2 separate regions of the Mus musculus genome follow, and region 1 is linked to region 2. The links are chromatin contacts, called in public HiChIP or PLAC-seq maps. All regions are on one chromosome and are shown on one strand. The core of a region is the stretch at or near the end of the contact, and the rest is flanking DNA. Distances in the headings are between cores, read along the strand shown.

Evidence for each region. HiChIP or PLAC-seq counts read pairs in DNA pulled down with a chosen protein or histone mark.
Region 1: a contact with region 2 is called in an H3K27ac HiChIP or PLAC-seq map of embryonic stem cells, with 10 read pairs. The contact joins two enhancer-like sites. A contact is called at or near these places in 3 of 484 Hi-C or Micro-C datasets (cortical neurons and embryonic stem cells), 2 of 115 datasets of contacts at active chromatin or transcription factors (both in embryonic stem cells) and 2 of 9 other capture datasets (adipose tissue and embryonic stem cells).

What each region holds. Positions count from the first base shown.
Region 1 is chr11:89,020,599-89,025,212 of GRCm38.p6, reverse strand. No RefSeq gene overlaps it. Among named protein-coding and RNA genes, the nearest start is that of Gm11496, 23 kb to the right of the region's middle. Within about 2 kb of position 2,617, at least 77 of the 459 cell types and tissues checked have an H3K27ac peak or open chromatin away from gene starts, as enhancers often do. A contact at or near this core is called in embryonic stem cells, where this site is marked.
Region 2 is chr11:88,839,989-88,844,824 of GRCm38.p6, reverse strand. It overlaps Akap1 (A kinase (PRKA) anchor protein 1), which reads left to right. Exons shown (of 11, transcript NM_001042541.1): 2 at 1-566; 3 at 3,523-3,656. Among named protein-coding and RNA genes, the nearest start is that of 4930556N13Rik, 9.2 kb to the left of the region's middle. Within about 2 kb of position 2,129, at least 41 of the 459 cell types and tissues checked have an H3K27ac peak or open chromatin away from gene starts, as enhancers often do. A contact at or near this core is called in embryonic stem cells, where this site is marked.

The DNA.
Region 1 (4,614 bases), core at 1,368-3,867, 180 kb before region 2:
TTTACAAGCTGTCTGGATTAGAGCGTGAGATTGAGGCCTGCCTGGACCACAGAGTGAGATTGAGGCCTGCCTGGAGCACAGAGTGAGTTCAAGGCCAGCCTGGACGAATCAGTGAGACTCTGTCTCAAAAATAAAACATCCCGGGCTGGAGAGATGGCTCAGCGGTTAAGAGCACTGGCTATTCTTCCAGAGGTCCTGAGTTCAAATCCCAGCAACCAAATGGTGGCTCACAACCATCCATAATGAGATCCGATGTCCTCATCTGGTGTGTCTGAAGACAGCTACAGTGTACTTATTTATAATGATAATAAGTAAATCTTTGGGCTGGAGTGAACAGGGCTGGAGAGAGCAGAGGTCGTAAATTCAATTCCCAGCAACCACACGGTGGCTCACAGCCATCTGTACAGCTACAGTGTGCTCATATACATAAAATAAGTAAATAAATAAATCTTATAAATAAACAAAGCATCCCTGGAATGTCACTCAGTAATAGCGGATGCTCCCCTAATATGTCCACGCCCCTATGTTCAAACACCAATATGAGAAGGCAGCAGTAAACTGGAACTCTAGCAGTGACTTCTGACCTACTTTCAGTGTCCAGAGGCAAAATTCTCTTTTCCTCCCAATCCTGTGGCATCTGGACCTCCGGCTGCTTTGCTGGCTGCCTTCCAGGCAAGTGACGGAGAAGAAGTCACTCCCGGGCACTGCTGGAGTGTGCTTAAAGGTCTATCTTGAAACAGACTCATTATGCGTCACTAGAAAGAAGGAAGAAACGGGGAACTAGAAACTGATCCACCCAGCCATTGGGCTCATAGGACAAAGTTCAGTTACACAGCAGCCACAAGCATCCAGGGGCAGGCCAACCTTTCTGTTGACATTTCTTAGAGTGTTACTCTGGGAGGGACTGCACAGTTAACACTTCCTGTTTCTGTAGTAAATTTAGATGTTTGTGCGTCAGTGTGCGTCAGTGTGTGTGTGTGTGTGTGTGTGTGTGTGTGTGTGTGTGTGTGTGTGTGACAGGATTTACATTATTATGTTCATGTGGCTGTACATCTGTCTGTACACAGTTGTGTGAGTGTCAGTGCAGGTGCCCTAGAAGCCAGACTAGGGCTTTAGATTTTTTTTAATTCTTTTTTAAAAAGATATATTTATGTATTTATAAGTACACTGTAGCTGCCTTCAGACACAACAGAAGAGGGCATTCAATCCCATTACAGATGGTTGTGAGCCACTATGGGTTGCTGGGAATTGAACTCAGGACCTCTGGAAGAGCAGACACTGCTCTTTTTAGCCCTGGCTGTCCTGGAACTCACTTTGTAGACCAGGCTGGCCTCGAACTCAGAAATCCGCCTGCCTCTGCCTCCTGAGAGCTGGGATTAAAGGCGTGCACCACCACGCCCGGCTCGAAATAATATTTTTTAGACATTAGATGAGGTCGTTTCTATGGATCCTCTCACAGTTAGTTGAATACAAGTTGCTTTAGAAGAGGTGAGAGAAAGGCCAGAAAGAAGACATACAAACACCAACGCCCTGACTCTGGCACTCTGGAATGTGGTGTCCTGAGTTGTCTTGGAACTTTGCCAGTAAGGTTCTGCTAGCCTAGTAGAACGGTGTCTTAGTCAGTGTGCTATTGCTGTGAAGAGCCACCATGACCACTGAGGCAACTCTTATAAAAAGGAAGCATTTGATTGGGGGCTTGTTTGCAGCGTCAGAGGATTCCTCCATTGTTGTCACGGCAGGGAGCATGATATCCTGGAGCCTGATCCAAAAGGGAAGAGAGGGAGGGAGGGAGGGAGAGAGAGAGAGAGAGAGAGGGAGAGAGAAAGAGAGAGAGAGAGAGAGAGAGAACCTGAGCCTAGTCACACCTGTTGATCCTTTCCTTTCAAACAGTTCCATTCCCTAGTGACTAAACCTTCAAATATATGAGCCTGTGGCAGTAGCCATTCGTATTCAAACCACCACAGAGGGCATACATCTACAGTCTCAGCACTCAGGAAACTGAGGCAGGAAGATAGTGAATTTGAGGCTATAACATGGTGCATCAAAAACCCATTTTTTTTAAACAAAGCAAAACAAGTCCTGTTTCTATTGTAAAATTAAATATACTTTTCACGGGCTCCACAGATGTTACCTATGACTCTTAAAGTAAAAGCTCTGCATTAACCCCTCTAGCTCCCTGCACAGCCAAGGATAATGTGTTGTATTGTATTGTGTTGTGTTGTATTGTATTTTATTGTATTGTATTCACCATCCAAGCCCTGGAATATAAGCAATATCATGCCAGGTTTAGTTCTAAGGGTTCAAGTCTTCTTGCGCTTTTTTTTTTTTTCTTTTAAAGGCAATATTTTTCTGGATAGCAACCCTGTCTGTCCTGGAACTTATTATATAGACCAGGTTAGCCTCAAACTCAGAGAGATCTGCCTGTCTCTGTCTCCAGAGTGCTGAGACTAAAGGCCTGCGCCACCAGGTCCTTTTACAATCTGAGCAGGCGATCTGCTAAAGGAGCTACACACACCCTTATTTTTCTTGCCTTGCCTGCATGTGTAGGTGAGTGCTCTCTCCTTCTTCCTCTCTCCCTCCTCCCCTCTCCTTTTTGACAGATCTTGCTAAGCAACCAAGGCTGTGAGCGTAGTCCACGAGGGTGGGGCACGAGGCACACACAGAAGTCAGAAGACAACCAGCAGAAATCAGCTCTCTCCTGCCACGTGGGTCACAGGCTCCGCAGGCTCAGCAGCAAGCATCTCTTCCCACTGATCCATCTCACTGGCCCTCTGAGCACACTTGATCTAGAGAGTTGCCCTGTAACATCCTTAGACTCTCGTAAAGATTATAAGCTTTGTTTACTATCCCTTGTGACACACCACGGTAAGGATTCTTTCATTGCTACCATTTACAGCTCTGCCTTATCTCTGCCCAGTGCCCTTCAGGACTTTCCTATGCTCTGATAATAGCTTCCTTAGAAACACTTTGAATGATAACTCCCAGAGCCACCAAAACAGTATACTTGGCTATTGTTGGCAGGTAAGAACAGGTCTCTCTTGAGCACCCACACCCAGGACTTGGGTGTGTACTGGTTTTTTTCCAAGGCATCCTTCTCTCCACTAATGCCTTGCTTAAAAGCCTATTTTCTTCTTTGTAAGACTGATATCCACTTATCTGCACATCCCCATCTCATTCCCATGGAGTCCAGTGACAGTTGGATCCTCCAGGACCGGAGATACTGGTGTTTGTGAGCCCATGTGGGTGCCAGGAGTGGAACTCCAGATTTCTGCAAGAGCAGCAAGCTCTTTCAATCTGTGAACTGAAGTATCACGAGCCAAGCTCAGATAAAGTAGACACGCCAAGGACAGCCAAGCGGGCTGCCAGAAGGCTAGAAGCAGCTTCCTCGGCTCTGTGTTGAGGATTGTAAAGACGTTTCTGATATTTATTTATTCATTTTGTGTGTGGGTGCACATGTGGAGGTCAGAGGATGGATTCACCTCTTTCTAGCTCATGGCTCCCAGGGACGGGACTCTGACCATTTAGGCCCGAACGCCAGTTCCCTTACTCTTTGAGCCATCCCCCCCCCCCCAGGCCTTTAAAGAAGTTGTCATGAATATTTATGTGGTGACCCTCTTCCCTTTATTATGATGAACCTTTTGAGGTTGACCTTGAATCTCTCCTTTTGAGGGTACTTCCTCCCTATCTCCACAGAAGGGAAGGGGTATCAAAACCAAATGTTAATGATTTAACCATGTCTTTTGCGAACATAGTTCCTAGTGTAGCAAAACACGCCTATCTATGGCTGCAAGGATGTTTAACAGGGCCTGACCATGTGGGGATAAAGGTGCCAAGAAGTGGTTGTGACATTGCTTGGTTTTCTCCTCTCTCTCCTTCTTGGGGTGATCTTGGAATGGGGGAAGGCTTTCTTCGAAGGTGTTCTAACTCCTTTTGTGAAAGGGCAAAAGTGCTTTGTGCTTGCCATAAGGGATTCCCCAGGCTGCTGGAGCTGGCCAAGACCGGCCTTGTTTGTCTGTAGCATCCCCACCCCACCTCCCAACCCTGTCCTTCCTCTTATCTGGTCAGCTTGGCTGCCTCATTCCCTGCGACAAGCGTCATGCACCTTGTCATGAGTTCTCAGACGCACGCGCAGTGCTAACTTCAATGTTCATTTTAACACACACTTGTTTCCACCCTGACACAATCTCCACCAGGGGTCACTCTAATAGACCACAGACAACTTTAAAGTTGTTCCCAGCATTTGGGAGGAGGAAGCAGGGGGATGAGGGATCTTAGGTCACTCGCAGGTTCAAGTGTGGGTTAAAGGAGACTGTTTCAAACAATAGCCCCGCCTTTGGGGCTGAAGAGCTAGCTCAGCAGTTAAGCTTCCCCCTCTTGCCAGTACTTGTGTAGTGGGGCTCATCAGCACCCAGAGCTCCAGAGGACCCCAGCTCTCTTCCAGACTTCAGGGTGCACCTACACTCACATGGACACATTTCCACATTCACACACATGGCTTGCCTTGACTGAGTTACCACTCTTGAGTCTTATCTGAATGACAGTGTTCCGGGACAGATGAAATGGCATCTCTAAAGAGTCTCTGACATTGCGGGTCTTCCCAGGCTAAGTGAAGAA
Region 2 (4,836 bases), core at 880-3,379:
GCACCCAACCTCGGCCACTCAGCCTAAGGGGAAGGAGGAGAGCTGTGTTCCAGCCAGCCAGGAAACTAGCTTGGGACAAGACACCTCAGATCCTGCTTCCACCAGAACAGGTGCCACTGCCAGCCCTTCAGCAGAAGCTCTGCCACCAAAGACCTATGTAAGCTGTCTCAGCAGCCCTCTGTCAGGCCCCACCAAGGACCAGAAGCCAAAGAACTCTGCACATCACATCTCCCTGGCTCCCTGCCCACCGCCAGTCACCCCCCAGAGGCAGTCTCTGGAGGGGGCAAGTAACCCGAGAGGTGATGACAACTTTGTCGCCTGTATGGCCAACAACAGCCAGAGTGTCCTTTCAGTTAGCTCCTTGGGGCAGTGCTCAGATCCTGTCAGTACTTCGGGGCTTGAAGACTCTTGCACAGAGACCATCTCAAGCTCCGGAGACAAAGCTATGACCCCACCACTGCCAGTCAGTACTCAGCCCTTCAGCAACGGGGTGCTGAAGGAGGAGCTGTCAGACTTAGGGACCGAGGATGGATGGACCATGGATACAGAAGCAGATCACTCAGGAGGTAGGAAGGTCTTGGGGTGCTTTCTTGATGAATCTGGGAGGGGTCCCATTATTTGCTAGAAGGCAACAAGCTACTGGCCACCCTTACCTTCTGCCACTTGTGCAACAAAACAATGCTGCCCATCCCTGTGTTATCCAGCCACCTGTACAGATGGATACCCGAGAAGTCAGGTGATCACATGAGACCCTAATGGCTATGAGAGTTGTCCGTGGGTTCACTAGCCAGGGAACCTCCCCAGACCTTTAGAAGGGACCACGTCTGTTGGGTCCACCAGTCAGCCTTAGTGCCTCTTCTCCTTTGGACACATGCCCTTGGAGGGGCCTTTGGGGCCTCCTTAGTGGTCCCTCCCAAGTGCCAGGAATGGGTGAGCATCTCTTAATGGCCGACTTCCTTTACTTATGTGCTTGTTCCGTGTCTCCACCTGCTCTCCTCAGAAGCCCTCGAAGGGTAAGTTCACCCAGGACAGCCGCAGCTTCGAGCGCTGGTGGGAGGCTCGAGCTGTCTGCGGTTGTTGCTGTGATCGCCTCCTTTGCAGAGCCTCAGCCGTCCTTTCTCTGTGCAGTTGCAGCTCCACCCCAGGAAAGAGGGCACTTTGGTAACGGAGGGTGCACTGGGTTTTTCGAGTGCTGACCCCAGCCAGCGTAGACAGTTCAGACCGCTAACTTACAGGTCAGCAGCAGCTCCTGACCCTGCTTTGCAGCTCCCCGGGGTGTGTTCTCTCCTAGTGACCTCCAAGCAGGTCATGGCTTGTTTGGCCCGGAGTGTTCCCAACCGGTTTCGTCCAGGAAGCTTGGGCATTTGTCTCGGGTGTTTTACTATTGTCATTAGAATCTGGGGTGGGGGTACCACACTTCGGGATTTTTACACCCAAGATGCTGTTGCTTGAGACTTGAGACCATGGTGACTTAACATACCTCTAAAAGGAAGTACCTTCTTTCTGCCCATTGTAACTGTGGAGGCCAGATAATGTATTATACATCTTATGCTATAGTGCTAAAAGGCTAAGATTAAAAAAAAGAATGATCGGGCGTGGTGGCGCACGCCTTTAATCCCAGCACTCGGGAGGCAGAGGCAGGCGGATTTCTGAGTTCAAGGCCAGCCTGGTCTACAAAGTGAGTTCCAGGACAGCCAGGGCTATACAGAGAAACCCTGTCTCAAAAAACCAAAAAAATAAAAAAATAAAAAAAATAAAGTTAAATTAAAAAATAAAAGAAAGATAGATCTGCATCTTAAAATGGGCAAAAAGGAAGGCTTTTAAAAATATTTTAAGAATAAAGAATAAAGAGTTTTCTATTTGTCCGGTGCCCATTATTGTAATGAATGAGCCCCTCAGGTTTGTAGCTGTGTGGATGCCTGAGGCTTCTGAGCATAGCTCTAGAGAAGAGACCTTAATCAATGGGTGGGGAGGCAGGGTAGCCCATCAGTCATAGCCTGGGGGTAGTGACTGGGGCGTGTTCAGCGGGTGCCAAGCCACACTGGTGTTTTCAGGTTAGCCTTAACCCTGCTTGTGTGCTTCCCTAGAGGCCGGAGGTAAGGGGCTGGGCTGGGAACAAGGCCTGGCGTGGCTCTGAGTTACTCCTGGGAGCCACTGACACGCAGGTATTGGCTAGTCTAGTTCTCTTGGACAGAGGTTAGGGGCTTTGTGGTAAAATCCCCCACCAGCCTATTTTACTTCAAGATGGCCGCCCAAGGTGCTGCTTTCTCGTGTGGGTGGGTGATGTCCTCTGCCGGAAGTCTCGTGCTGAGGGAGGTCACTTGAGGGAGATCACCTTGGAGGTCTCTTCCTTGTCTAGGGGTGGAGAGTGGCATAGTCTTTTTTTTTTTTTTTTTTTTTCCGAGACAGGGTTTCTCTGTGTCGTCCTGGCTGTCCTGGAACTCACTTTGTAGACCAGGCTGGCCTCGAACTCAGAGATCCACCTGCCTCTGCCTCCTGAGTGCTGGGATTAAAGGGGTGCACCACCACCGCCCGGCAGGCATAGTCTTTTATATCCAGACAGTGTATGGATTGCTTGGAAAAGAATCATGTCCTGAGTTTGGGGAAACCAGGTGGGAAATAGGCTTACAGGAGTGATGTGTTTCAGGCCCCATTGAGTTTGGTATTTCAGCCAGGGCCGTATCTCCTAACTTGCCCTGGATGTCCCTGGTGTTTATTTGATCTCCTCTTCCTCTTCCTCTTCTTCTTCCTCCTTCTCCTCTTCCTTTTGTCATGTCCTATGGAAGAGTTGAGTGGCCTAAGTTGGTTCCAGAGTCACATTCTCCACTGTTCTCTTGGAGTAAGCGTTGGTTTCTCTCACCAAGGGCCTTTTGAATCATCCCATATTCAGAGCTTCACAAGCCTGTCCCAAAAGGGGAAGGAAGGAGGCCCACCTGCCTTTGTTTTTACCTGGCAGAGATTAGCAGGCCCTCAGCAGGCCGGAGAAATGGGACCCTCAGAAGGCTATCTTACTGTGATTGCCCAACATACCCAGGACACCCTCTCCCCGAAGCCTTGTCCTTGGAGACTAGAGATCCTTGGTCTGAGGGGCTGGGACATTTGGAAAGGGATTAAGGTGATTGTGACAAGAAGGTCAAGGCTTGCTTCTGGAACTATGTAGATCTGTGAGTCATCTTGTTGGCTCCCTTCCCCGATATACCCTGTATAAGCCCCTCCCTGGGTATAGAGTGTACCTCTTCCTAGCTTACCACGTGTGTGTCTGTCCTAGCAGCTGTGGCTAGGCACGGCTGCCAGATAAGCAAGCAGGACTGTTTAGTGACGGGCTAAAATTAGGTGCCTTAGTACGCTAAGCCTCCTTTCATTGGGTTGCCTGAGCCTTCTAGTCTGTGGTGTCTGCCAAGCTTGCAGAGGGGTATATGTGTGCAGGACCCCCCAGAATTGTAAATTTGGGAAGCTTTGATAGTTACGGCTGAGCTGGTGTCTGTGTGTGTGTGTGTATATATGTCACTTCCTCCCCTGCAGGTTCTGACGGGAACAGTATGGATTCAGTGGATAGCTGTTGCGGGCTTACCAAGCCCGATAGCCCCCAGAGTGTCCAGGCAGGCTCCAACCCTAAGAAGGTTGACCTTATCATCTGGGAGATCGAGGTGCCAAAGGTAAGGGCAGTGACCTCCCTGTACCCTGGATTCTGTGGGAGCTCAAAGTTCCCTCAGTGACAGGGTTAAAGGATGCCAGCGAATTCCATTAGATGGACCAAGCTGGGAAGCTGCAGGAAGACCATCTTCCCTCACTTCCCTGCTTTCTGGGTCCTCCAGGCTGCTCTGTGTGGGTTGGGGCTCGGTCTTCCCTGAATGCTAGAAAACATCAGTTGGAGGAGTGAGCGCCAGAGCCTCCCTGCTCCTCACTGTAAAGGTGTCTAGATGACTTAGCTGAGCTCAGCTGCTGTAAAATCCAGAGAGCCTGGGGCAGAAGCGCAGGCAGGCAGGCAGGCAGGCAGCCCGCCCTGAGCGGCTGTGTGTGAGCATGCTCATTCCCCTCACCTCACACCCTGTGATTACTAAACAAGCCAAGATTGTGGTGTCTTAATTAATACTTCTAAATATTTAACAATTTAATTTTCCCGTGCTGGTTTTTAAAAACATTGTTTTAACTGCATTGTGCATTGTATGAATGGCTGGTGCTTCACCAGCCCCCAGCGCCTGAGTAGTTTTCTAGCCCCTTGCTGTTAGAACTTAACAACTTATTAGTGTTTATCGCCGGGGTTCAGAAGTAATTGGCAGACTACCGAATCCCAGGGCGCTTGGCTCCATGCTGAGCTGGGGAGACTCAGTCTGAACTTTGGGTCAAGACTCCTCTGCTGACCCCGGGCTGCTGGCTCCCATGGTAGTTTCCTTCCCTCGTGACCTTGTTATCAGTCCTGCCCTCAGTGGTCACAGAGGGCATAGTGAGGCAGGCCCTGGGTGAGTAGGGACCGTGTCCCTTGCCACCCTCCAGGGCTGGGGTCATTAAGAATTGTTGAGGAGCTTGTCTTACATTATGCTTACGGCTGGCGTCTTCTGTTTGCCGTGAACTCTGGTGCACTGGGCACTTGTATATGCTGTTAGTGGTAGGGTGGGAGTGTTGCATGTTCTCGGGCTTTCACTGTCCAACCAAGTTCCTCTGTCTGTGGCCCTGAGTGAGGGGCAAGGATGGATGTTCAGAATTTGAGTCAACTCTTATAGCAGTGGATCATTCAGCGTGTGTGTGCCCGCGCGCGTAGGAGGGGTGCTGTGATATTCTGGGTCTGGGCCATATGGTTGGGATGAGATGCTGAGTCCCAGGCCAGGCTGTCCCTTT